5 separate regions of the Mus musculus genome follow, and regions 1, 2, 3 and 5 are each linked to region 4. Evidence: chromatin contacts called from public HiChIP or PLAC-seq and promoter capture Hi-C data. All regions are on one chromosome and are shown on one strand. The core of a region is the stretch at or near the end of the contact, and the rest is flanking DNA. Distances in the headings are between cores, read along the strand shown.

Region 1 (5,124 bases), core at 2,308-4,807, 460 kb after region 4:
TCTTAATACCTCCATTATGGTCAAATTCATTAAAAAAGAATCGCCAAATTCACCCTAGAATATATGAAGCCAAGGATTCAATTTCTAGCACTTCATAAACTGGGCATGATGGAGTACACCTGTAATCACAGAATTCTGGAGGTGGAGACAGGACGATGAGAATTTTAAGGCCCTTTTCAACTACATAGTGAGTCTGAAATCAGTTGCAGGAGATCCTTTTTTTTCTTATTGTTTGCTTTTTTGCTTTTTTTAAACCAGTAAATCCTAATTAAAAAAAAAAAACCCTTCAGAAATTGCTTTTAGAGAAGATTTTTCAAAGGTATAGATTTTTCTAATGTATGTGTTTACAAGTGTCTGGAAAGGCCAGCAAGGGTGTTGGATCACTCCCTACACAGTTGGTGTAGATGGAGCTACAGGAAGTTGTGAGCTACCCAATGTGGGGCTGGGATCTTAATCAGGTCTTCTGGAAGAGCAGCAAGAACTCCTGTGCCATTTCTTTAAGCCTAGAAAGCCTTTTCAATTCATACTTGCATTACTCACAAACCCAAATCAACCAAGACTATGGAAAAACCCCACAGAACAATATGCCCAAAAGAGCAGATGCAAAATTTATCAACACAATAGAAAGCTGAATTTAAATAAAATATTTTAGATAAAGACAGATATGCAATTTATCCAAAAAGGGCAAAGTTATTTCAGTAATCAATGTAATCTACTAAAGTTTTAAAAAGCTGGTCATTTCAATAAATATAAAGAAAAAATTCAATATTCAGAGACGCTCAGTCCAAGGGCATTTATACAAAACTAGCTGATGCTACAGAATTGATAAAATAACCCTTCTCAAAGATCACAAAGGCAAGTATTTCTTATCACTCCTACTTGACCATTCCTAGATAGTTCAATATGAGAAAATGGAAATAGATTAGAAAAAAAGTGAAACTATTTATTTGCATTTGACAATATTCTATAAAGGGTGATCTGAAAGTATAAACAAATCACTAGAATTTTTAAAAGACTTTTTACCTTTAATTATGTGTGGGGGATGGGTAGGCACGCATGTGAGGGCACATGCCCACCAAGGAGAAAAGAGGACAACAGATCCTTTGGAGCTGGAGTTAAAGGCAGTTGTGAGCCACCCAGTGGTGGTAGTAGGAACTACACTTGGGTTCACTGCAAAGGCAACACCCTTTTAACTGCAAGGCCATGACTCTGCCTACCTAAAAGCATTGAAATTTAATATGACTCTTAACAGGACTACACAATCTGAAGCCTATCACAGTAAAATATATTTCCATACATAAGAATAAAACAGTGGAATCAGAAATGACAAAAAAAGATAAAATCATACCCAAATCCCACAAAACTATGTCAAGCCAAATATATGAAAGATAAAAAAAGTCAAAATATTATAAAATGCTACACTTCCAGATTTGAAGATTGCTTTGTTTCAAGTCTCTCTTGCTTGGTCTATAGACTCAATGCATTTTCTACCCAAACTCCAGCAAAACCACTGTATATACAGGTGTATCCTAAAATTTACATGTAAAAGCAAAATTGCCAAAAACAACTGTTTAAAGTAAAAAGCTGGCAGGCTCACACTACCCAATTCCTAGATTTATTACAGTAAATCAGGCAGTAGGGTGAGGTGAAAAACATGAATATACCATTAAAACGTCACAGTAATCAGTATTTCAGGCAAGAGCCATGAAAGAATGCCAAATACTGGTTTTGTATGTATAACTATAAGCTGAGTATTTGTGGTAACTAAAAGTAGGTCCCCCAAGGTCTATCAGGTGTGACGGTGCTTTTAACATAGACCATGTTCTTTGAAACTCCTTTCTCCAGAAGCAAAGATCAGTTCCTCTCCTGATGACCCCTCTCCCTTCATGACCTCTGAAATGTTTTAAAAGTTCAGACTCAATCTAATAATGCTCACCACTAAGAGTGCAATTAAAAGGACCTACCTGACATAGAGCAAAGGGCAGACACACTACTGTTGTGGTAGCCTCTCAAATCCCTATTGTGGTAGTCTTCAAAATTTTTTACCTCAGACTATTCACTGAAAACATCAGACAAGCTGAAAACTGAGGATGCTGGATAAAATTTCTACCATTAAGCTCTGAAGGTATCAAAGAAACTAGTGTGTGTGTGCGTGTGGTGTGTGTGTGTGTGTGTGTGTTAGTGCACATGCGCCCACACCTAGTGCTTTCTAAGATAAATATGACCAGCTATTTACCTAAAACAGAAAGGAGAAGGAATTGAAGGTATCTACTTTCTCATGAAAACTGACTTAACTGGGAGAAAACAGGCCAATAACATCTAATATTACATATAACTTACCATAAGGGTATTAAAATGAAAGCATTAAAATAAAAATTCTCCAGTAAAATCAGTCTGGAAAGTTAAGAAAGACTTAATCTGCAGAGAACAGAGCAATGTGTATGAGGGATAAATGCCATAATGAAACCTGGTTCTTGTTAACTTTAAAAAAGGTTCAAAGAAAAGGGAGACTGCCCTACAGGCTGGATGAAGATAGTGGCTACCATACTTACGTCTTGACTGCATTATTATAGCAAGCATCATATTATGCCCACTAAATCATTATCTTCATTATGGACTTTTCTTTTTTAATAAGATCTGAATGGCAATTTAAAGAGCAAGCAAAGGCACTAAAGGCAAGATTTCATTTTTCTTTACAGTTGAGTAATATCCACTGTGAAATGCACATTTCTCATCCATGAGTAGCATCTATTGTGTCTATGTACATCTCTCATGCATTCAGCAGCTAGTCTTGACAGATCCCATTTCCTAGGCAAGGAAGAGAGCAACAATGAACCTGGATGAGCAAGTTATCTCTAACTCGGGATGTAAAATCCTTTGATGTCCTTACTGTAGTGGTCTGAATAGGTATGGCCTTGATGGACTTGGTGTGGCCTTGTTGGAGGAAGAGTATGCTCAAGCTACAAGCAGTGACAGTCTCCTTCTACTGCCTGAACAGGGTGTGAAACTCTTAGCTCCTCTGAGCTATGTGGGCCTGCCACTGCCATTCTTCCTGCCATGAAGATAATAGATTAAACCTCCAACTGGAAGTCAGCACCACTTACCATATCCATGGTGTCTCTTCAAAGCAATAAAACCCTAAGACATTTACCAAGGGTTGTAGAACTGAGTCATATGGTATTTCTATTTCATTTTTTGAGAAATCTCCAATTTGATTCCCAAGGTAGCTACACAAGTTTTACATTTCCACCAAGAATATATAACAGTGTTATTTTCCCCACATCAATGCCAATACTTGCTGTCATTTGTATTCTGACTGTGGTGAAACAGAATCTTAAAGTAATTTTTATCTGCATTTCCCTGAAGCCTCGGATGTTGAACATTTTTTAAGTGTTTAAAAGCCATTTGTAATCCTAACGTAAGCCATTTATCTAGCCCCACACAATTTTTTTAATTAGGTTGTTTCTTCATGTTTCGATACTTCAGTTCTTTGTATATTCTAGACACTAGAATATCTTCTGTTGTATCTATAGTTAACAGGTTTTCTTCAATTCTGGGTGTGGTGTTCACTCTGACGAAAGAGTTTCCTTGGTTGTACAGGAGCCATCTAATTATGAGGTCCTTGTCAATTTTCAACTTTACTTCCAACATTTGGGAGTCCTATACAGAAAGTTCTCTCTCTACCTACAAGATGAAGCCTCTACCAGTTTCAGAGTAAATAGAATCATTCAAATTGCAGGTTATTTGATTAAACAGAAAAAAAAAATACACTTAAGGTGCCGAGGATCAAAAAGACAAATACTGCATGTTCTCTCTTAGGTGGATTCCAGCCTTGACTCATGTTTATCTCGGAGTTGTGCCAGGTAATTACAACAGACCATTGGGAGTAGAAGCATTAAGGTAAGATAATGAAACAGAGATAAAATGTAAGTGGAGTAGGAATACTGAAGATAGAAAGGTTCAAACATGGATGGGGTGGGAGAAGGCTTCACCAAAAGCCTGCAGTGAAAAAGCTAGATGGAATCCTATGATCTTGCATGCTTTGCAACTTTAAAAAGCAGGGGGCATAAAAACACTGGTAGCATAAAAGAGCAGAAGCAGGGATCTGGGGTTCAAGGTTTAAGTGAGGATGAGAGCAGGGGGATAAAAGAAATCAGAGGGTTGGAGATGGGTTAATGAAATCAAGAATGTATAAAGCCTTATGGAAACTCACTAGTTCATAAGCTAATTAAAACAGAAAACAGAGGGATGGGGGGGGGTTGGGCAGAAGTACCCTGCAAAGATGGAAAATATTGCTCTCAGAAGACCTGAGTTAATAAAAATCTAAGGATACCCCCCTTATGAGTTACTAGTCAGGGAGGCCTTGAGGCATCTAAAACAACTTGTTGCTAACAATGTTCTTTGTTGCACACCATAATAGTAAAACCCTATTTCTGAAGACAGCACACTCTGGTTTCCATACACTGAGAAACTAATCTCAAACTGACCAGGACACCTTCTCCCCGCTAGCTAGGTTTCATAGTATTGGAAAGGCTTGCTACTGCCAGAGAAAGGGCATCCATGGACTTGCTACACTACTAACCTGCCAGGAGCACTGTACTCACTGACATGACAATGGCATTAGGGGGAGAAACAAGCTTTCTAGCTGGGTTTGAGGTCTGATACACTAAACCTGGTTAAAAGCCCATGAGTGGGGAAAGATCACAGGCCTTGGGTGTGCAAGGTAACTTACTGACAGTCTTTCAGTAAATAGTTAAGTAGTCAAGCCTCCTAACTAATATTTATGTTTAGACCCATAGATATATGCTGCTTTGAACCTTGGTCAAAGAAACTTCTTACACTGGGCAGCTGTTAATGGAGAGAACAAGAGACTGAATGCTCAGCTGTGAGTCATCTATACCAACCACCCCCAACCAAGGCTCTGGAGACATCATGGAAGAAAAGAATGTTAAAACCTGGAAGATGCTAAGTATAGCTGTGAAATGCTGTCTTTTAGATATGACATGGCTGACGCCTCGTAAAATCACCTCGTAATTTCTATGTTTGCTTACACAAGACAGGCACAATGTCAAGTCAGTGGAAACTTGAGTGAGGCTAGGGAAGGTCTACGGCCTCGATCCTTTC
Region 2 (5,683 bases), core at 1,325-3,824, 310 kb before region 4:
CTCCCACACAAGTACATACACATGTACCTACACACAACTATATCTGCACACACATCTCACACACACACACACACACACACACACACAAACATTTAAATTGATTTTATTCTGAATAAACAACAGTAAAACTTTGAGAATTACAAAAACATAAAACACACCATTTTGTAAAGCTGTGGATTCTAGGGGTAGTATAGGAATAGCACTCTAAGAATCCTTTGATACTTTATTAAAATGTTTGCACTATTCCATAAATATTCACTATATTTTGATACTATGACAAGTACTCTGAGCCAATGTCACCCAGTGGCTTTTTTTGTTGTTGTTGACACACACCCATGGTGATCCTCTTACTGCCCACACAGCTGACTGGGATAATCACTGTTAAAAAGCACTAAATAAAGTTTGTCATGCTTCATGCTAGGGACGGTGGGATGGTCCTCCAGGAGTTTGTTCTTTCTTCTTTCATGACCATGATTGAGTCTTGAGTACCATGCCACAGCCTCAAATACTTGGGCTAGGATTAGGTCTGATATACGTATAAACGAGGATGATCCAGTTATTTTGTATGAGATGATATTCTTCGTCCTGGGCACCAGTGAATGATGGATAGAGGATGGCAAGAAAGCATATTACATGTATATGAACATTTGGGTATATATGTAGATTGTTTATGTGTATAAGTGTGTATGTGTATACATATTTGTACATGTATGTGTATAATGTATATGTGTATATATGTATATGACAAATATGTATGTAGAGGGATATTATAAATTCACTTTTCAGTAGGCTATCCTTTGTAAAACAAGTTGAAGAGACATGTATTTAGGTTTTTTAAAAAAGATATTTACAAGTATCTGTTTAGTTCTTGAGTTCTAGGTAGTGACTAGAATTTGAATAATGAAAGGTGTGTTTAGTCACATCACATGTCCAGTTACATGCCCAGTCATATGCCCAGTCCGTCAGTCACATGACCATTTACATGACAGTCACATGACCAGTCAGTTACATGCCCAGTCAGTCATCCACATGCCCAGTCAGTCACATGCCCAGTCACATGACAGTCACATGCCCAGTCACACGACAGTCACATGCCCAGTCACATGACCAGTCTGTCACATGTCTAGTCAGTTACATGCCCAGTCACATGCCTAGTCACACTCATTTGGTTCTGAGTTTGAGAAACATGGTTTCATATAATAGCCATGTGCTTAGTCAGGTGTTTTAAAGGCAAGCAAGAACAGTGTTCTTGCTTTGTGCTGAGAACTCCTGATAATGTCAACCATGGACTGAAGATGGGCTCATTTCCACGCAGCCCTTCAAAGTCTTAACGAAATTAACTGTGTTCAGCTGGCCATGGTGCTGCACACCTGCAATCCCCAGCAGTTGGAAGGCTGAGGCAAGGGATTGTGAGTTCAAAGCCAGGAGAAGCTATGACTAGGCTAGATGCTAACACTCTTTGGGAACAAGGGTATGGTAGAGTGAAACCCTGTCTGTAGCCCAGGCTGGCCTCAAACTGACTGCTTGCAGTCCTCCTGACTCAGTCTTCAAGAGTGTTGGGATTCTAAGTGTGAGCTAACAAGCGAACCAAATGAAATCAAATCAAATCAAACAATCAACCTTAATTCAGTGTGATATCTCTTAAAAGGACCTAGAATTATGCGTTTTTTTAAAAATATATGTTCAAGTTCCTATTCCATTTTCTTCATTCTTTGTAGCTTAATGTTACTTACTCATTCAGTAAAAGTGAAGTTTTCTGTATGTTCAGAAAAACAGAAAGAGTACCTGGGAAGAGGCAGATGGAGAGACACAGAGGACTCCTGTAGCCTTTGCCCCATAGTCTTTTAGCAAAATCTAACATGAACATTTCTATACCTGAGTGAAGACCAGTCCACTGCAAGTCTGTGTGGGCCGCCAAAGAGGCTATTTCACACGAAGGATAGGTCCTTTATTCTGAATAAAAGGCACCCTTTTGCAAATGCTTTTATTTGATTCTTAAATCCGGGCCAGTGTTTTGACGTGGAGAAGGGGCATGCCATGTAAGGCCCCTTGTGGGTCCTAATATACGACAGTATTCAGGGAAGCTAAATGATCCAGCATCACAGATTACAACTAAGATTACAGCCCCTGTGAGAGCCAAGAGCCTGTCAGGTCTGCCGGGCTTCCGTCTGTGTAGTGCTGGGCACTGCTGTGAGCAGAAAGAATGTCTAAGCTTAATTTCCTAGTGTTTCTAGGCCCCCGTGATTGAGTTAGTAGTCCCTGGATCTAGTCAGTTCACACTAGTTACAGCTGGTAATCCACACTCTCACTAGTCTCATGTCCTGCTTTCTTAGTCTTGCTGCCAATGAATGATGCCTCTCTGTTTAATGGTCAAGAAGATGAGCGCAAAGGCAATGTCTCCCAGCTGGTAGTGAGAATGTGTCCCTCAAATGAGTAGCTCTCTTGGCATCCTCACTGTTTCTGGTCATGGGAATATTAGGAGTGTGATCCTACATTCCTGTGCCTACACATCAGTGGAGCAGGAACGTGGCTGTGGTTAGGAGTCTGTTCCCAAGTGCCAGCAAATCACATGACTGTCATTTCACAACTGAATAATCGTGGGCTCTCCCCCTGAGCACCAGCGCCCTGAAGGCTGTCTGTACTGGCTAACTGAACAGGGATGCTACATAGCTGATTCCGAGCACTGATCAACAGCTCAAAGCCAGGGAAGATCCAGTGTGTCTTCCTACTGGGGACCAGGTAGTTTCCTTGGTAGGAAGCTAATTCCCAACTTTCAGATCCACTTGGAACATGAGAGTCTCTTGTTCACGTTGGTTCATCACCCTGGAAGAAAGCCACAAACATATATAGACAATTCAGCCTGGATTTCTGTTGTAGCTTTCCTCAGACTGGAAAACACCTGATCCAAAAGGCTCGCAGTGAGTCAGAATGCAGTCAGGAGGCCTGGAGTTGAAACCTGTAGGGTCCCTACTAATGTCATTGAATTATGTCCCCTCTCTTCAAATTAACCAGTTTTAAAATAATAATATTAAAATAATAATTCAACCAGGTTTAGTGGTGCATACCTTTAGACCTAGCACTCCAGTGGCAGAGGCAGACAGATCTTTGCGAGTTCAAGGCCACCCAGAGCTATGTACTGAGCCCCTCCCTCAAGTTAAGGTGAGTACATTTAGAGACATTGCATTTTAAAGAGAGAATTAAGTTAAAAGGCTATTACGGTGGGTTCTAATCTACTCACATTGAAGTCCAAAGGAAACTTAAACCCAGAGACAATAGAAGAGAAGCAAGACAGTGTAAGCCTGCAATCCCAGCATCCATGCAGAGGAGGGGACAGTCAAGGTCATCTTTGAAAATGTAATAAGATCTCCAAAAGCACGCAAAAGGCAAGAGACTACAGGAATATGTGTGTGCATACAGAGAAAATGACACATAGGTTGCTGAGGGGAGGGCATGAGGAGGAGGAAATCTCCTGCAATAGAGAATAAGGGCTTCAGAAAAAACCCAGCCCAATAGCATCTCAACCTTGACTTGTAGCCTCTAGAACAGGGGAAAATAACTCCAGTTCTTTGAAGTCAACAGTGTATATGCTGTTATGACAGAGTAAGTGAGCTAACACAGTCCTCTGGACAATCGGGTGTCCCTGCACATGTCCTTGAGGTCTCTGAGATGAGCTTTTCTTCACCACTTAATCTGGAAAGTATGGATTTATAGTCTGCAAAGGGTCGGGGCTGCCTCTACCTGGCAAGTATCATTCCCCCAGAATGACCAGCAGGTGGCGCAGGATCTCCAAACATAGGTTCTGGCCAGGGATCCTTTGAATCCTAAATGTTACAAGCTCACTACTACTGTGTCTTTCACGTGGGACGGATGGGAAATTTTGGCCTTTGTCTGAGAGTTCTGTGTTCTTCAACCCCGCTTCCCAACTTCACAACTTCGTTGTGTGGATATATAAGAGGTTTCCTATCCCTACTCCCCCAAATGTTTCTCTTTCGACCTCTTTACTCTTTCCTTTATGATACCTTTCCTTTGCCAAATACACGACACTGCTCTAAGCAGCCATTGCTCTGAACACTTTCCATATACTATCTTTCTGATTGATCCTGTTTCACAGGGAAGAGTAGCTGACAGACAAGGAATTGTAGTCAGTTAAGATCATCAAGCGTCCCAACTAAAAGTAGAAGGACTTTTGTACCACAACCAGCTAATACAATTTTTTTCTAAAAAAGTGATTTGATCAATAAGACTATTTCAACTCATGGCAGTGAAGTCTCTGCTGACTGAGAGAAGAGCTGAGGTCTTAACATCACTTTTTCTAGAAGACTACGAAATGAGGGTACATCAAGCTTCAGTGGAGGATAGAAATGGGGTGCGGGGAGAGCCAGAGAGTAACAGAAGAGAGGGACGGACCATGGATGTTAGCTAGAGCAAATCCAACCCAAGGGATTCCTAGACGTGCAATAATCAACTGTAGGCCAGTTTCTACCTTCCTTTGCTGGGTATTTCGTGAGCTGTGTTTACTGTTACAAGATAGCCAGTAGCCTTGATGGTTCTTCTCTTCCTCTGTGGCTCCTCACACGTAGGTCACACTGGAATGAAAGTGTTATTTACATCATGAGCTCTGAGCCTCTGACACACCGGAAGTCTTCTGTTTATCAAATAACCCCAGCAACTGTATTCAAGAGACAGCTGATTAAATATTAATCTACTAAAGAGCCATGAGCAGTACGAGGATAACTATCTCTGTGGAAAGTGAACCCTGGCCTTTTGTAAAAAAAATTAACTGGTAGTTTTTAAAAAGTAAGATAAAGGTGAATCCGCTGAAGCTTTCAGAAGGAACTGTGGAAGGAAGGAAATCTTTGTGAATTGGAAGTGAATGTGTTTCTTAAGCAAATCACAGAAATTTAAAAAAAAAAAATGATGGGGGATTGGAGGGATGGCGGGAGTTACGAGCACTCACTGGAGAGGTGGCTAAGCCGAAGACACAAGTTCAGCTCTCAGCCTATAACTTCAGCTCCAGGGGATCCAACTCCCTCTTCTAGATTCTGTGAACACCTCTGCACACACATGCACATACCACCATGAGGTCACACACACACACACACACATGCATACATACACATGTACATGCCCCCATAAGGACATAGCCACATAAATAAATCTTTTTAAAGAAAAAAGATAACAAATTGCACTCCATCAAAATTAAGAAATCCAGGCTTATCAAAATATTTTGTTGAGAAAAATACAAGGTAAAAGAAATGTCTGCCAAATATATCTGACAAAAGGCTAGTATCCCAGATGTAAAAATGTTTCTAAAACTTAACATTTAAAAGAAGAAAGAAGGAATAATATCAAGCCATATTGTGTGAAACTCTCAGAGAACAAATACAAAACTGGAAAATAATAAAAAATGATTAAAAAGTAGGTGGAAGAATTGTTAAAGTGATGAATACATGGATACTTGCAAGAAAAGGGCACACAAATCCAGTCTGTATTCCCAGCAATCCTTCTGCTTCAATCTTCCATAGGCTAGGATCACAGACATGCATGAGTGGCCACACTTATTTTAGAATGACTAGATTTCACAACAGTAATGGGACCAATTTTTAGGGAGAACTTTAACGGTCCGGAGCTTTCCTGTTCTGTTGTTGCAACTGTAAAGTGGGGTGGCCCCCTCGAGGAAAGC
Region 3 (5,713 bases), core at 426-2,925, 500 kb after region 4:
AAATCTTAACTAAAATGACTGTCACTGTATACATATAAAAGAAACATTCGCAATTGTTCCAGATTCTTCAAACTTGATCCAAAAATGTATTTTTTTCAAAAGTATTTTATTTTATTTTACTTTATTTTTTGGTATTTTTCGAGACAGGGTTTCTCTGTGTAGCACTGGCTGTCCTGGAACTCACTCTGTAGACCAGGCTGGCCTTGAACTCAGAAATCCGCCTGCCTCTACCTCTCAAGTGCTGGGATTAAAGGTGTGCAACCCCAACGCCTGGCCCAAAAGTATTTTGGTAATAATTATTGGAAAGCATTCCCCCCTTGCCAAGGAAAGATCGAACAGCCTACTCTGCCCATCAGCAGATTTCACCCCTGCACTAAGATTGGTAAAATTCTAACTGAAAGCTAAGTACAGAACAAAAACTACGCAAAATTATCTGTTTCTCTTTTACTGCTTGCTTTTTACAAAGCAAAATCAAGTTACCGTATGTAGCCTAGAAGGTGTAAGAAAGCTCTGAATGAAGCCCTGAAATTTTACTTTTGAAAGCAAGTAATCCAATCTGTGCTAACAGCTAACCTATCACAACTTTCACCTAAAAATGTCAATAGTGTTTCCAATCTATACAATATACAATCGGCTGTGCTGAACTGTTGCTGTAGGATCACTCAAGTCCAAGATTAATAATCACTTACGGCTACCTTAAAGGCTTGAGAAACGTCAAGTTTCGCTCTAGTTCGGCTCAGAGTTACTAACATGTCACAGTTTACTATGTTCCTCTGAAACCTAAGCAAGTTGGGAATTAGATCACCCGAAAAGCAAAACTTCCTATGAAACTTGGAAGGAAACGTGGCATGCTGTTTAGCCACCAAGCTGTCATCTTTTCAAAGGTTAACCCAGTCTACCTATTTAAAAGACTATGGATGTCAGAACGTTCGTACCTCTGCTCCGCACCACCTAGCCGTGCACTCCAAGGCGGCACTGATCAGTGGAGACAGCAGGCACCCAGTTTCACTCTAGTGGAAGCGGGGAAGCCAGCAAGCCTTGGGACTGGCCCAGGAGCCCAAGGCAAGAGGCAGCACCCGGCCGCGCGACTCGCCCCTCCACCTTCTACACCCCGTCCACGCTGGGGACCGGGACTTGGGCAACCAGGGCAGAGCAAGCCAGACCCTCCCCGCTTACCTTGAGGACCGGGGTCAGGTACTCGGCCACTTCCAGAGCCTTTCCCTTCACCGTGTTGATCACATTCTGCATCCTGGGGCTGGAGCAGCGATAGGGCACGGAGGGACTGTCGCAATCCGGGCCACAGGGGAGTCAAAAACTGCCCCGGACGTGCCCGACTGGCATCGAACCTCGCAGCGGCACCGGCCCGGCCGGGGGGGAGGGGCGGCGACACGCGGAGGCCCGGCCCAGCTGTCACCTGGCCGCCACCGCAGAGGGCCCAAGCCGGCTGAGCGAGAGGCGGGTGCGCGCGCAGCCCCCGGCCTTCTCCAAGCTGTCTCTCTTCCCCGGAGCTCCACTGAACACCCCTTCCGGCTTCCCCTTCCTCTTCTCACACTCTCCCAACAGCCCCGCCGCCACCTAAGGCCTCACGTGACTCGACTCTCCCAGGACACGTGACAAAAGGAGGCCCGCGGGGGCGGGACCGGCCGGCCTCTGCTCCCTCCGGCCCGCCCCCCGGAAGCGCTGGAATGAGCGCGCCTGCGCAATGGCCGCTCAGGCTGCTCTTCCCTAGCGGGCGGCTCTTAGCTTTGTATTCCAGCCCTGGAAGGCAGCGTGAGAAGGGTTGATTTTTATTGTTTTTTGTTTGTTTTTGTTTTTGTTTTTTGTTTTTTGTCGCCTTTGCTCCCGGCTCATAGTTTCCCCACCAATGGGCCTTCAAAACCTACTGCTGCTACTACGAACTTAGGCAGTCACTATGTCGGCTCTATGATGTCCGTTCTTGCACTAGAACCTTCCCTGAGCGACTGAGGTAACCGCGCCCTCGCGGGCTGAGTGTTGTGGCTCGAGCGTGTTAAGGGGCTTGGGAGCCGCCCGCGATTCCTATTGCGCATGTGTGGGAGGGTTTCCCTGACAGTGAGGGAAACCTGGTGGAGGTGGGAGGAGTGCTGACCCATTGGCCTTCTGTCCATTGGCTTGTGCCCACCTGCTCTCTGATTTGGGCCTGTGTCTGCGGCCCTTGACGGCTCTATGTTCCCATCCTACCTGTGCGCGTTGGGCAAGTATTTACCCTGCCTGGAGTTTCGTGACCATCTGTCGTGAAAGACCGACCAGTTAGGCTCACTGACCCAAGATGAGCCTTCTGGTCCCATCCTGGTTCACTTAAGAGTCATTAGCTGTGATTCAACTATTTGCACTGAGGTCGCTTCTGTAAAAGAATCGTTCCCAGTGAGCTCTTTTTCTGCTCTGAAAGGAAAGGCCATTCCAAAATTCATTCCTTGTGGACCAAAGTTAATACGAATAAACTGCTTTTCTGCAGTCCCAAACTGTCAGTTACACATTTCCTAACTTATTTCCAATCTGGCCATCCCCTCTCTGTCTTGAGACTTGCCTCTCCTATCAGATGTTGGCAGTATGGTTTGTTTCCTTTAAGTCCTCTCTGTTGTCCTCGGCTGTCTTCCGTCTGCTGTAGTTGTGGCCAGACTTCTACAGGTTTCCTTTTCTATTCTTCACAGTCTTCAGTCTTTGCATTGTGTTTAATCCTTAGGTCTGCCGACGGGGCTGCTCATGAAAGTGATCTTCTTAAGGCAATTAAAAACCCGTGGAATGGAAAGAAAATGCTCCAGGCGCCCTGGGTTAGGCCCACCAACGCTGTACACATTCCTGCTAGGCATTATATTCATTACTCTAAGTTCAAGTCGAATCTTACTGGTAAAATACTCTGCCAATGAAGGTGAGTTAAAATGGAAATGTGTATGGGGTGCTTTTAATCATTTGCCTGGTGTTCTTATGAATAAATTATACGTGATGCCTTTTAAAGTACTATGCTTTGTGTCCATGATAAAGTGTATTGAAAATTTAAACTTTAACCTTGTGTGTTCCTTGGCAACATTTTTTTAACCCTGGATGAAATTTGGATCATTTAAGTGCAAGGTAAAGCACAGTGTATCTAACATCTGATTATACCCAGATGCCCAACAAGTGTTTCTGGATTTCTAGTAAAACATACAACTATAGCTTATTTGGAAATACAATATATTTGTTTAGTTATCTAGTTGGGCTCCTACTTGTGAATGTAAGTCTCGACTTCAGTTAATATCATGCCCTAGGCTCTGTTTTAATAGCATATTAGTTTCTTTCCTCATTGCTCTGACAAAATACTTGCCCAAAGCAGGTTAAGGAAAGGGTTTCTTTGTGCTCACTATCTGAGCGTAGGGTTCACCAAGCAAAGAGGTCATGGTAGCGGAAGCTCTCGTAGCAGTTATTCACATGGCACCCACAGGCATCAAGCAAGAAGAGAGAGTATGCTTGGGGCAGAAGAGATACCCCAGAAGCAAAGAACACTGGCTGGTTTTCTCGAGTCTGTAGGTTCAGTTCCCAGCATCCACATGGCAACTCAAAACTGACGATAGCTATAATCCCAGAAAGTTGAAATGTACTCCCCAGATCTGCTAAATACACTTCATCCACTGTAGTCTTCTGCCACCTAACTAGAATTCTACCATCCATTGACATATTACAGGAAAAATATTTTCAATTTTTTTTAAAAAGTCACACCCAGCTCATTTTCACTTTCTTATTTAGTCTAAGATATTAGCCCAGGAAATGCTGTTCCCCAAAGGTAAGGTGGTTCTTCCTACCTCAAGCTAATTTACATAGTCCCTTACAGGCATGCTCAGAGGCTAATCTAATTGAGATAATTCCTCACTAGACCAGAGGCCTAGTCACAGTCATAGAGTTCATAGTGCATACAGACGATATCCTTAAGAGCTTGGTTTATTAGAAGAGATAAACATGTAAATATGTTATAGAAGTCTATTAAAAGAAATGGAATAAAAAAGACTATGTCCAAGCTGCAGAGACAGTCTGAAAAAGTACTCTCTGGGAGAGGATGGTGGGCCCTGCTTCCTATGTACTCTTTTTGTTTGGTACATAGGAAAAAAGAGTACATAGGAAGCAGGGCCACTTCTATCTAGATGCCAGTTGATTTGCCAGAAGAACAGGGATGTGGGGCATTGGAATCAAAGACAGCAACTTATAAAAAGGAACAGAGGGAAAAGAACAAACAGTTGGGGAAAAACGTGTAGTTAAGAGTTATTAGGTGATAGTGGCTCACACCTTTAATCCCAGCACTTGGGAGGCAGAGGCAGGCAGATCTCTGAATTCAAGGCCACCCTGGGCTACAGATCGAGTTTCAGGACAGCCAAGGCTACACACAGAGAAACCCTGTCTTGAAAAAATCCAACAAAGAGAGAGAGAGAGAATTATTGAGCAAAACATTTTAAAAGTGTTGTTGGATCACAAAGGGGCATTTGGCTGGAGAGAGAAGGAACACATTGCCAAGGGCTTCATATACCCATCGGTGATGTTCTGCCTAGGGTCTGGGCAAATAAACATTTGAAGGATTATAGCTGCTTGTCAGTAGAGTAGACTGGAAGAATGGAAGAAGGCTAGTTAGATAGGAGATTATTGAAAGTCAAGCCATAAGTGATGAAGACTAACCGACTCTGCTATCAGAATATAGGTGATAGAGTCAAGAAATATTCAAAACACACAAACATATGCAATTGGTTAAAATACTGGATATTTCAAATCTTTTTGGTCCAAGTTGCAAGTACTTTGATAGTGGTTTTAGTAGGGACTATTAGTGGGAAAAGTAAGTTGGGTCAAGCTTGAATAAAACGTACAGTCGTAGGGTATTACCTTCCATGAGGCCATTATGTATGCCCTGTTTACTACAATGTGTAACAGTGACTGGCACAAATGCACATAAAGAAAACACCTAGCAAAGGAGTAAAAGGGAGCTAGTTACTTGTAGGTGTATTTGGTGAGCTTTAAACTAAATGTTGGAGAATTTAGATCTCAGTTATTCTTGAACTGATATTTAGATTTTGGGAGTAGCAGCTTGTGCAGATGAGAAGACAGAGCAGTAAGAGTTACAGTAAGTGCCAGGCCAGTGTGCTGAACATTAAGAATCCATTAGAGCTGGGAGCCAGAGTTGAATGCATTTGAAAGGTTTTTAATCTAAGCCTTTGGGAGAAGGCAGGAGGATCACAGGAGGCAGAAGTTCAAGTGGTACACACAGAGCTTGCAAGTACCCTGGAAGAGAAAGCCTGTTGGAAAAGGGAAGAGAGGTGGGGACTCCTCCACACCCCCTCAAAAAGATCACATGTTTTAGTTACTTTGTTGCTTGGAATGTGAAAGAGCTAGGAAACTTCAGTTAAGGAAGGGAGGGTTTGTTTTGGCTTCCAGTGTGAGAGGACAAAGTGCATTGTTGGCAGGGAAATCGTGAAGGCAGGAGTGTGAGGCAGTAGCCGGTCATAGCATTCACAGGAATCAGAGAGGTAAGTCCTATCAAAGACCTCACTCTCTCCCTTCCCCTTGTGATTCATCCGGGACCCAAGAACTTAGGTGAGTTTGCCTCACTACCTTCAGACACATCCCCACAAATGTACCTAGAGGCATGTCACCAATGACTCCACATCCAATAAAGATGACAGTGAAGATTAACCAGTTAACCAAAAGAGATAAGACAAAAGTGCCATATGATGAAAAGATA
Region 4 (5,096 bases), core at 1,570-4,069:
TTTGTCCTTGGGCCAATGAGCCAACTGCTTAAGAGGCATGGTCCACAGATGGAAATTAATCTTCAAAGATAACTGTGATGTTGTTTTAACGATAAAATGACCCTGGGCAGTGCAGGGCATATAGTTAACACTCATTAGGCATCAGTCCTACTACGACTACTCCTTTCACAGATGCAATGAATACTAGTAGTAAATTCTTGGGGGATTTGTAGGAGAAATTGCTTTCTCCTACATAGTGATTATACGAGCAAAACCATGTCAGAAGGTGACATTTGAACATAATCCACTAGACACATAAATGATGGCCTGGGTGCTCATGAGACAGATGTCTTCATGCTTACATTGTCTTTTTGCATAGGGAGATTCAGGAGGACCTTTGTCTTGTCGAAGAAAGAGTGATGGAAAATGGATTCTGACTGGCATTGTTAGCTGGGGACATGGATGTGGAAGACCCAATTTTCCTGGTGTCTACACAAGGGTGTCAAGCTTTGTTCCCTGGATTCATAAGTATGTCCCTTCTCTTTTGTAACTGTAACAGATGGATTGTTAACTGTGACTTATATGAGGATAGATCCTTGAAAAAGAATGTAAGTATTATCAATAAAATTAATCATTTTTTCAACTGAAAGTGTCAGATTGAGCACATAACTAATATTCATTGTAAGGCAGACAAATTAATATATATTCCATAAAAGTCCCCAAGGATATAATGATATTAATTCAAAAATATCAAAATGTTACTGACTCATGGATGGAAGAAAACTAAAGTAATGGCACAAACCAAGTCTCTAAAATAAAGTGAGAACTTAGAGAGATAGGTGTTCTTCCTCTGTGTTCCAATGCAAGAAGAGACATTTACAAGGATTGAGACAAACATGGCACATAGTAAGATATCTCTGGGAAGCCATACCTGACTGTCAGCATTATCACAAAACTCAATGCACAAAACAAAGGCACCTCATAAATGGAAATTTAGCAAAACTCAGTAACTGGCAGAGGAGGTAGCAAATGTGTTGGTTTCCAATGCAATTTGATCTGTCGGCATCAAGATGGATCATGGGTGCACAGCATCATGTTGCCTACAAAGAAACTGACCCACCCCACACAAAACTCAGGGTTTCCAATCTTCACTAAGCGACAGAAAGCAGAATGGTAAGAGGTGGACTGAGGCATACCTCTGAGCTCTTGGTCACACAGGTGGCCAGCAGTGAAAGGCCAGATGCATTTTGGGTGAGTGTTCTGAAAGTCAAACTTTTCAGGTATGCTATCTCCTGGCTTCTGGTTGTTTTTGTAAAATTTAAAGGGCCAAGATTTCAATTTGTTCTCAAAGCCTCGTAATGCATGGTTTGAATAGCTGTAAGTCTATAGTACTTGCTCAGCCCATCCCAGTTCTTGATTTATCTTAATTTAGAGAGTGTCTCACTCCATATTAGAACCGTATTTTTCCTGTCAGAGGGCAGAGTTAACCGTAGCACCAAACAAGTAAAATGGGATGAAAAAGAATTTCAAAGGAGAAATAGTAACACTATATTAAACAGGACTCAGAGCACTGCACAGAACTGTAGAGAAAGTAGAATTGAAAGGACAGAGAACAGGAAATGTTATTTTCCAAATTAGTAAAAGTGATTGGCAAATTATGACTACCCTGTGATAATGAGTATTTCCAGTTCATAGTACTTAGTTCAATTTTCTAAAAACACTTTCTTTGGGATTAAGGATAAACATCACAATAACAGCATCTCTCTGGTGACTGGTGATAAAACCCAGGGGTAGGGCCATATACCTGGGCTGAGCCCCTAGCACTGCAAAGAAAAGAGATATTTCCAAATATTTCTGGAATCCTCAAACTGGTCTTAATAACTATCTATGTGAGAGGAAGGAAATGGGGAGAGGATGGTGGTTCTGAAAAGAAGGTTTAGCTAGAGGCAAGATCTTTGGACCAATACCCAATACACACTTTGCTTTGCAAACGTAATTCCCGGCTCACTAAGCCAGTTCTGAGCTGTGCATGGGGTGTGGAAGGCATTGTATGCTTCCTGACACATGGGCCTTTTCTTCAGGTGCGGTGTTCATGACCCCTCCTCTCAAAGATAAACAATAATCAGTAAATCAGTAATGTTTATGAATTTTTGCTTCTGCGAGTCACTGTCTTCTGTGCTGAGAAACACAAGCGTATGAAGAACTCACACAGTGCCGATTGCCCTTACTAGTCTAAGGGATACTGATACTGCCCCTGTGCCTGAATCAGGAGGGGCGTGGCTGCTCCTTTCAATGGAGAGCAAAGCCATAGAGGTAGAGGTAGTGTATGAAAATTACTTCGGGGCTGTGTATTATTCATCTTCGTGTGTTCGGAATCAAGCATGCTGCCTGGCACACGGAAGATGATTCATAGCTGTTTGTTGATTTGGTAGATGAGCCCTCGCTAGACAGTGAGTACTGGAGTAAGTTTCAGCATCACACTGGTCCAGGTAGAAGGCTGGAAAGTTTCCGGAACCGCACCCTCCCCCGTCCCCCAACACCCTCCCCACCCAACCCTGCCTATCCCTTCCTTGCCACAGTCCAGCTTGCAATCAGGCCCTGTGAGCTTCTGCGGTCTGCATCCACACGGAAAGGCATTGCAGCTAGCACCCTGAACAAACCTGAAAAACAGCCGGTCCCACTTGCATCTACCTTTCCTGAGCAAGGTCAGCTAACCAAAGCCGGAGTGCTTCCACTCTCTCTGGCTTCGCCCCTCCCCTCCAGGTCCGCCACCGCAGGCCTATCTGGCGCCGCCCGAGGTCTACCTGCCGCGCCTGGTGGGTGGAGTGTGAGCTGAGTAGTCTCCCTGTGCTGGACTCTGCACCCTTAGGTGCTAGAGTCTTGCCTCTCAGCGGAGCCTCCGTCTTCGGCGCTGCCATGGAAGAAGGGTCCAGATCCCAATCGCCCCGGGAAGAGCTGGAGCTCTCGATGCTGGACGGGCCTCAGGAAGAGCTGACACCTCTCAACAATGACCTTCGGATCCAGCCTAACTCCGCTGAGGACCCTAGCCCAGCCCAGGTAAGGACTTAGGGTTCTGGCGTGACAGCAGGGAAGGGGCCTGGCACCACTTAAAGGCTCCAAAGCGTCCTTCCAGCGCCCAGGACACGCAAAGAAGGGGAGGTTAAAGAAAGCAAGAACTTTTGGAATTTCTTAGATCAGACCCCTCCATTATGAGACTCGGACCTCGCCTAGAGACTTCAGGAATCCTGTAGAGGGGCGTGGCTGCTCCTTTCAATGGAGAGCAAAGCCTTAGAGGTAGAGGTGCTGTTTGAAAATTATGTAACTTTTAACTTGTTTTTCTTTCCCAAATAAAAATAGAGTGATGGATTGAATCATATTGTCTCTCTCCCCGTTCGCTTCTCCGCTTTCTCTCTCTCCCCTTTCTCCCTTCCAGCACCCCACCACCACCTCTAGGGGCGTGCAATCCACTGTCTCCTACCTTTAACCAGCCCTATGTCCTCCGCGCCCTCCCCCCACCTTCAAACACATTTTGTTATCTCCCACTTTGGCCACTGCTTCCTCCAGAAGAAAAGCAGGCAAAGAACACGAGGAGGAAAGAGCTGCTGCGTCCAGACTGAGGGTTGTGAACTGTTGTGAACTTGCCAGCTTAGTACAAGGGAAATACTTTCTAAGTTCTACCTAAGAACTAGCCTCACTGTCTTTTCATCTCTGAGGAAGTCCTTAAGGGTGTGTAGGTTGAACCCTTCTCTGATATCATAACATTACTCACAGATCAAATACTTGTAAAACATCAGAGAGTTTGAATGCTGAGCCACCTGTCTTCTCATCAACTCCAAAGGTTTACTTGAGTTTTACTGGGCACACTCAATTTTCTGGACGCATTGTTTTAGCCTGGTTTTTCTCACCCCACTCCACCCCCATCCCTCTTGGGCTCAAGTTCTGACTTTAGTAGAATTCAAAGCTCGAAAACATTACTCTTGGTCCACTGTGATTCCTGAAAACACTGTGTGGCAATGCCTTATTTTATGAGTACCCTGGAGTCTAAGTTGGCACCTTCTGTTTGTATGAAATAAGACCACAGATGAGTGAAAATCGGAAGGTAATGCCTGAAGGCCAGTGCAAGAAGCCATAATCAGGAACTTTCTGTATGATTCTCCAGGGCAGAGCCTGGGCAGGAGAATTAGAAATACTTACCTCAAGTTAGTCAGGCCCAGTACATCCCCAAAGATTGAGACATTCTCCAGGGGGGAAAAAGTGTTTGAGCCCAGAGACGCTGTGAAACAATCTTAATGTCATATGCTCCATTTATGTGAAACAATGTTAATACCATATGCTCCGTTTAGGCCCTGAGAGCCCTAGAGAACAGTTGAGAACACGCCAAATCCATACCAGGTATCAGAATCTTACATTTGCGTAGCACCTGCTTTGTAAAGAATAGGCTTCAGTGTCCTAGTGACTTCCTTGTTAGTCAGACGTATGTAGATGTGCCAGACTTCCTTGTAATTTGGCGTTGTAGGTGTCTAAATAGGAAAATTTCAATAACTGATAGAATGGGGTGAGGGTAGAGAACCTGAAGAGCGTTCTAGAAATACTGGAATGGTAGCACTTTACTGAGAAGAGAGAGGACAAAACCTCAAACCCTTCCCTAGCATGTTCATCAGTCTCTGACTCTAGAGAATAGGTTGAAATGTGTTTCAACATGAATGGTCAGTTAGTGACGTTCATTCAGTAAGGACTGGTTAGCACAAGCACATGGTCTATATACTTAAAATTTTTGTGTCCCCATCTTAAGTTGTGTGATAATAGTTCTGACTTTTGTTCTTATTTAAGTCCATACACTTTCCAAAGCATATGTTTTGTACCTATTGCTGCTATGTGCAACTGTGTAACACATCAATGCAGCTAATTATTAAGGGTAGAAGGAGCTGCCCTAGTTAGCATGAACTGTCAACTTGAGACAGCAAAAAATCACCTGACAAGAGTCTCAGTTGAGTAACTGTATCAGGTTGATCTGTGGGTATGTTTGTAAGGGATTGTCTTGATTATCTATTGATAAGGGAGGATCCAGGCTACTGTTGGGGATATCATTCCTGGACGGGTAGTCCTGGGCTATAAGA
Region 5 (5,717 bases), core at 2,521-5,020, 360 kb before region 4:
GATCATAAACAAGGCCATCTTGCTTCTCCTCTGGAGTGCCAGGATCATAGACATGCACCACCATGCTTGATTTATGATGTGATATGATTGGAACTCAAGACCTTGTCTATGCTAAGCAAGCATTCTTTCAACTGAGCTGCATGCCAGTCCTATTCAAATCTTATTAAATTCCAGCTTTCTACATAATGACTGTCCTGCAATTTTTCTCTGCAGCGTAAATCAAGGATCCCCACTTATAAGGAGGGTTTCTGAACAGAACTACCCCACTCTTGGTTAATACTGTCATTTCATTAACAAAAATCTACAGGAGAAAAGATGTTTCAAAGGATATCTCACAGATGAGTTTAAAGAACATATTTTGTTTGTTTTAGCTTACATGAAATGGTTTACCTCTAGGAATTAAATATCTACATATATATTCAAAGGAAGACCAGAAAGGTAGAATTTCCAAAACAAATCTTGAGACATTGATCCAATAAGGGACTTTTATCTTATGGGAAGATTTTTGTTGAGTCAAAAACAGCTATGTGACATTTTGATAATATCTTCTGGTATCATTAAAAAGAGGTATATGTTCTTTAAATACCAGAAGATACAAGATAAATAGTATATACTTCCTTTAATGATATGTCAAACAACACTCCATGGAAGCTTAGTAATTTTATGCAGTGAAGCTGTTTTTAGTGAATATTAAAAAATAGCCTAAAACCTGAGATGTGGATGTCAAAAGGCAGGAATGTGCACCAACAGCTACAGCTGGTGAAAGGTAGTGTGGTGATTTGAATATGCTTGGCCCAAGAAGTGACACTATTAGGAGTTTTGGCCTTGTTGGAGGACGTGTGTCACTGGGGTGTGTCTTGCCAGTCTTCTCATGTTTTCCTTCAGAATGAGATGTAGAACTCCCAGCTCCTCCAGGACCCTGACTGCCTGGATACTGCTCTGCTTCCCACTATTAGGATAATGGATTGAACCTCAGAAGCACTAAGCCAGCCCCAATTAAATGTTGTCCTTTATAAGAGTTACCTTGGTCTTGGTGTCTCTTTACAGCATTGAAAACCCTAACTGAGAGAGAACTTGGTACCAGAGACTGGGGAATTGCTGTGATAGCTCCTGACCATGTTTTTTTGGAGGAATGTGGATTTGGGGTTTTGGAAAACAGTAGAATGCTTTAAGTGGGACCTAATGGGCCACCCTCGTAGGGAAATAGAAGACATTGTTGCTGAGGATGGTTTGAACTGTGGCCACCAGGCTCAAAAAGTTCAAAGAAAAGAATGTTAGTGTGTGTTCTAGAGACTATTTGTGTGTGTGTGTGTGTGTGTGTGTGTGTGTGTGTGTCTGTGTGTGTGTGCATGATATTTTGGTGAATAATCTGGGTGCTTTGCTCTTGTCTGAAGAGTCTGCATGAAGCAAAGTGAAGAGATTTAAATTATTTGCATCAACAAGAGAAATCTCAAAACAGCCTGGTATAAACTCTGTTGTGTGGTTATTAAAATTCACTGTTATGAGGAACATTTTGATGAAAAGGAGCAAGCTGACAAAGGAAAAAAAAAGACATAATGTATGGTTCTAGCATTAACGGGGCACCAGGAAGTAAAATGAAGCTGAGCCCTGTGTTCAGGAAGATAAACATATTAAGTGGGTGGTGACTTTGGGGCAAGACCCCATCCAGCTAAGTTTGTTGTTTATCCATTTAGTGTTGAGGAAGGAATAGCTATAGCATGTTAGGCTTTTTATTACTTTGTTATTTTTTTCCTTTGGACTTTTAATCTGGAATGAAACCACAGTCTAGAAAGGGGAAACAAAGGCTTTTTACGGAGAACTTGACCAGCATCACTGAGGTGAAATCTTCTAGGAAGTGTTTTCTGAAAACACACAGCTCTGGTTTTTGGTCTTGCTTTGGTCCAGTATTCACTCATTGTAATGTTTTGGGATGGTAATATACATCCCGTGATGTTGAAAGCATGTGATCTGCCTTTTGACTTTGATTTTGTAGGAAATTACAGTTAAATGATTGGATGAATCACAGAAGAGTCTTTGAGCTTGGGACTTTTAACATTGTTGAGACTGCTGTAGATTATGGGGACTTTTGAAGTTGAACTCAATGTATTTTTCATTATACTCTGGCCAGCTGTAGCCCCCATAGACTCATGTGTTTTAACAAGCCTATGGGAGCCAGAAAGTAGAATGTGGTCTTTTGAATATGGTTGGCCCAGGGAATGACACTATTAGGAGGTGTGGCCTTGTTGGAGTAGGAGTGACCTTGATAGAGGAAGTGTGTCACTATGGGGGTGGGGTTTGCCAGTCTTCACCTGTGTTTTGCCTTTGGAACAACATGTAGAACCCTCAGCTCTTCCAGGGCCTGCCATGCTTCCTGCTATGAGGATAATGGACTGAACCTCAGAACCAGTAATCCAACCCCAGTTAAATGTCTTTTATGAGAGTTGCCTTGGACTTGGTGTCTTTTTACAGCAACGGAAACCCTAACTAAGACAGGTAGCCTGGGATACAGGGGTAAAATGGAGGTCATCTGGTGATTAAACGACAGCTGCCCTAGGGTTTTATACATAAACTCCAGGAGTTTTAAGAGTTCTGGCCACTGTTCTCTTTTCCCCTAAGGCCCTCCTGAGTCTCTAGGGTCCTTCTTGCTATAAAAGGCTACCTTAATTTAAAATTTTTTAAATAAAATTATCTGTTTGCCAAAATAGTATTTTTTTATTATTTATTTTATTTTATTTTTATTTTTTGCAAAGTATGCAGGTCAGATCTTGGAGGTGGCTCAGTGAGTAAAGGTGCTTACTGCCAAACTTGACGATCTGAGCCCCGGGGACGGTCTCAAGGAAGGAGAGAACTGGAGTAATCTGTCCTCTGAACTGCACACATGCATGTTCTCACAGAAAAACGCATACAAGAAATATATAAATCTAACTACAAATTTTAACTAACAATATCGGATTATAAAACTCTGTACTACATTTGAATACTATTTGAAGTGGGAACAGTTCAGGAAGCAGAGAAGTGGGTCTGTGTTCTACAGACCGAGTTAGGGAACCTCATTTCAAAATGAACTTTGCACAGACTGCCACCACGTGACCTGCCTCAGGCTGTTTCATCCATTCGAGGAAGTGTATCAGCAACTCTGAGTCTTGTGGTAATGCTGTGAGGAGCAGGTGAGACAAATAATTCAAAAGGTTTCAAACAACAGCAACAGGAACCCAAAGCACCATTATCTCCTCCTCTGTGAAACGGAAATAATGGCACTGGCCAGTTTCAGCGGACTGTGCAGGAGAACTGTCAGTTTGCATTGTTTCAAACACAAACCTGCTTTGATGCTGCCATCTAAATAGGAGCCGCAGCAGCACCTTTCTCTGGCCTCTCTAGCTCTCCTGTTTCTGCTGCTACGGTGGTTTGAAAAAAAAAAAAAAAAAAAGTAGCGCGTTTCTGGGTAATTTTCACCGCAGTGAGAGTAAGGCCGAGGGAGAGAGGAGAAACCTTTGAGGTCGCGTCAGAGATCTACAAGAAAAAGATCAATCTGAGGACAGCCGGCCACGGTGCACATCTCCCCTTCCGGAGCAGCAGGCCGCAGCCCGACCTGTCCACTCGCTACCCCGCTGGAGTGGAGAGGGGAGGAGCTAAGAAGCAGGGGAGGCGTGGGAGCGCGATGTAGGGGCGGGCCCTCAGAGCGTTGTCCAATCAGAGAGAATCCCGCCAACGACCAATCACAGCTCGCCTAGTCTGGCAAATCTGCCCGGCAGTGCGGGGCGGGGCCGCCAGAGTCCCGGGGCTGCCGGTTACTCTTCTGAGAGCCCTTCAGAAAAGCACAGGGCAGTGGGCAGAGAAGCCAGGGGGCGGGGGTGCAGGCAGGCCCAGCCTGTGTACCAGCCCGGGGAAACCCACGGAAGCACCCATGAACAAGAGATGGTGCAACCCGGGTGCGCACGTGTGTGCAGCCCGCTGGCACGTCTCTATGCCCTGTGGGCACCTGTCGTGTGAGTAGCTCCGGGTGTGGCTGTTCCTGGATGTTGTGGGTTTCAGGAAGGTTTGTATCTTCGGGCCTGCCTCCCCCGTCTCCAGAGGGGAACTAAGAAGTTTAACTGACCAGGGACTGAGGAGATTAAAGGAGTGGATCTCAGTGGCAAGGCGAAGAGGGTGGGGACTGCGGGAGCAGCAGGCAGGGGAGCACCTATTTGACCCATCTCCCAGCTAGAAAAGGATCTTGAAAAGACTGGCGTGACCCATGTGCTCTGAAATGTTTAGAGAGCCCCGAGCGGTGATGACCACAGAGTGAGTGGCACTAGACTGAGCCTGTCTAAATCGTGGACGACAGGGATGCTTGCATTTAGAAAGGCCAGAAGGAAACTCAGGATGGGTACCATCTGCTCTCCCAATCCCAGCGGGACAAAGACAGCCTCGGAGGTCTGCAATGCCGACTGGATGGCCTCGCTCCCCGCTCACCTCCACAACGTCCCCCTTTCCAATCTGGCAATCCCAGGTATTCGTCTATAACTACTTGTTCGCACTGTGTTTAATGCTGCCATTTTAGTGTTTGCTAGTGGGTTGGTTGTTTTCTGTTGTGTTGAAAAACAATTGTCAGTGATCTCTTTTTATTTCCAAATTAAAAAAAAAAAAAAAAAACTTAACAGGAAGGTAGCTGCTGTAAAGAGAGTCAGTCAAGCCGACTGCATCACTGGCAAAAGGGACAGTTGAGAGAATGGAATCACTGCGCTGTTGTTTTGTTGTTTTTATTTTGTTTACACCATACGGCCTCAGTCTAAGAATGTTAACCATCTTGATGCAGAGGCCTGGGTATGTGAAAGGCTCGCTGACTTGAATCATTTAAGGGAAAGGGGGAGAGATCAAGAATAATGGGTAGAAAGTCCTTAACAATCTTAGCTCTGGGTCAACATTGAAGCTGAAAAGAATATTTTTCTCATTTATCTGACCTTTCTTGAAAACAAAAATCAGATAAGTGTTAGAAAATAGGTTCAGATTCTAGGCTGGGCATCAAGGCACATAGTTTTGTTGTTGGAAATGCCAGAAATAGAGGATGCAGTCTGTCCTCACAGGCAGTCATTAGGTGTGATGAAGTGACGGTGTTTGAAGCTTTGTCTATATATACACAGGTGTCTGCCTAGCTGATGTAGAACTGGAGCCTTGAGAAGCACCTCTGTTCTTGCTGCATTCCTCTGCCAGAGGCTTCAAAGCTTGACAGTGCTCTCGGGCAATTGGTTGATCTTTCCACTGAAAGGCTTGCTAAAACATAGTTATCTTGGGCAGGATGTTTAGACCACACTGAGCTCAGGTTGGTGAGGTGGGTGAAATCCTACAATGCTGGTACTTAAGAAGCACTCAGGGAGCAAGCGGTGGACCAGTTCTTTCTCTTGCTTGGGGACATAGCAATTAAAGTTTAGACTCTCAGACAAGCCCACATGCATTCCCTGGACCTACTTGCTTTTCTCTTCTGCCTTAAAAGATGACCTCAAGACACCTCCATCTGCTTTCTATGCATGGGACAGAGAGGTTTGGGGTTTTTTGTTGTTGTTGTTGTTTTGGGTTTTGGGAGGTTTTTGTTTTGGTTTGTTTTTGTTTGCCTTGCTCACCTCTCTTGGAGCTCTTCCAGGTTCACTGTCCTCATGGGCCCTAACTGCTGTTAAACAAGAGAAAGATTGAAAGATTTTGTTACAGCTACAAGTCCCTTCTGTCTTACTGGCCCTTAACTA

The links. Promoter capture Hi-C pulls out the DNA fragments that hold promoters and counts their contacts. HiChIP or PLAC-seq counts read pairs in DNA pulled down with a chosen protein or histone mark.
Region 1: an H3K4me3 HiChIP or PLAC-seq map of stem cell-derived neural progenitor cells shows a contact between it and region 4, with 19 read pairs. The contact joins the enhancer-like site here to the promoter of BC016579 in region 4. A contact is called at or near these places in 5 of 39 promoter capture datasets (the C10 cell line, cranial neural crest, frontonasal cranial neural crest and 2 more), 3 of 484 Hi-C or Micro-C datasets (bone marrow-derived macrophages and embryonic stem cells), 7 of 115 datasets of contacts at active chromatin or transcription factors (DN3 thymocytes, the HPC-7 cell line, acute myeloid leukemia and 4 more) and 3 of 9 other capture datasets (embryonic stem cells, liver and macrophages).
Region 2: a contact with region 4 is called in an HNF4G HiChIP or PLAC-seq map of pancreatic cancer cells. The contact joins the enhancer-like site here to the promoter of BC016579 in region 4. A contact is called at or near these places in 6 of 39 promoter capture datasets (embryonic stem cells, liver, neutrophils and 1 more), 1 of 115 datasets of contacts at active chromatin or transcription factors (pancreatic cancer cells) and 1 of 9 other capture datasets (pancreatic islet).
Region 3: a promoter capture Hi-C map of hematopoietic stem and progenitor cells shows a contact between it and region 4. The contact joins the promoter of Slc35a5 here to the promoter of BC016579 in region 4. A contact is called at or near these places in 16 of 39 promoter capture datasets (the 3T3-L1 cell line, the C10 cell line, the HPC-7 cell line and 10 more), 1 of 484 Hi-C or Micro-C datasets (bone marrow-derived macrophages), 5 of 115 datasets of contacts at active chromatin or transcription factors (bone marrow-derived macrophages, embryonic stem cells, extraembryonic endoderm stem cells and 2 more) and 3 of 9 other capture datasets (adipose tissue, liver and macrophages).
Region 5: a contact with region 4 is called in a promoter capture Hi-C map of embryonic stem cells, with 3 times the contacts expected there. The contact joins the promoter of Plcxd2 here to the promoter of BC016579 in region 4. A contact is called at or near these places in 14 of 39 promoter capture datasets (the 3T3-L1 cell line, 3T3-L1-derived adipocytes, embryonic stem cells and 9 more), 5 of 115 datasets of contacts at active chromatin or transcription factors (bone marrow-derived macrophages, embryonic hindbrain, embryonic midbrain and 1 more) and 1 of 9 other capture datasets (macrophages).

What each region holds. Positions count from the first base shown.
Region 1 is chr16:45,188,799-45,193,922 of GRCm38.p6, reverse strand. No RefSeq gene overlaps it. Among named protein-coding and RNA genes, the nearest start is that of Atg3, 33 kb to the right of the region's middle. Within about 2 kb of position 3,557, at least 4 of the 459 cell types and tissues checked have an H3K27ac peak or open chromatin away from gene starts, as enhancers often do.
Region 2 is chr16:45,965,777-45,971,459 of GRCm38.p6, reverse strand. The region is part of intron 3 of Plcxd2 (phosphatidylinositol-specific phospholipase C, X domain containing 2); the gene reads left to right. Gm15638 (predicted gene 15638) reads right to left here. Exons shown (of 3, transcript NR_152226.1): 2 at 4,484-4,586; 3 at 90-2,823. Among named protein-coding and RNA genes, the nearest start is that of Gm15638, 23 kb to the right of the region's middle. Within about 2 kb of position 2,574, at least 73 of the 459 cell types and tissues checked have an H3K27ac peak or open chromatin away from gene starts, as enhancers often do. A contact at or near this core is called in liver and pancreatic cancer cells, where this site is marked.
Region 3 is chr16:45,154,635-45,160,347 of GRCm38.p6, reverse strand. It overlaps Slc35a5 (solute carrier family 35, member A5), which reads left to right and starts at 1,675. Exons shown (of 7, transcript NM_028756.4): 1 at 1,675-1,966; 2 at 2,702-2,887. The coding sequence starts at 2,722. Atg3 (autophagy related 3) reads right to left here and starts at 1,519. Exons shown (of 12, transcript NM_026402.3): 1 at 1,177-1,519. The coding sequence starts at 1,248.
Region 4 is chr16:45,651,841-45,656,936 of GRCm38.p6, reverse strand. It overlaps BC016579 (cDNA sequence, BC016579), which reads left to right and starts at 2,819. Exons shown (of 6, transcript NM_145389.2): 1 at 2,819-3,036. The coding sequence starts at 2,896. It overlaps Tmprss7 (transmembrane serine protease 7), which reads left to right. Exons shown (of 18, transcript NM_172455.3): 18 at 359-620. The coding sequence ends at 529.
Region 5 is chr16:46,008,466-46,014,182 of GRCm38.p6, reverse strand. It overlaps Plcxd2 (phosphatidylinositol-specific phospholipase C, X domain containing 2), which reads left to right and starts at 3,770. Exons shown (of 4, transcript NM_001134480.1): 1 at 3,770-4,489. The coding sequence starts at 4,327.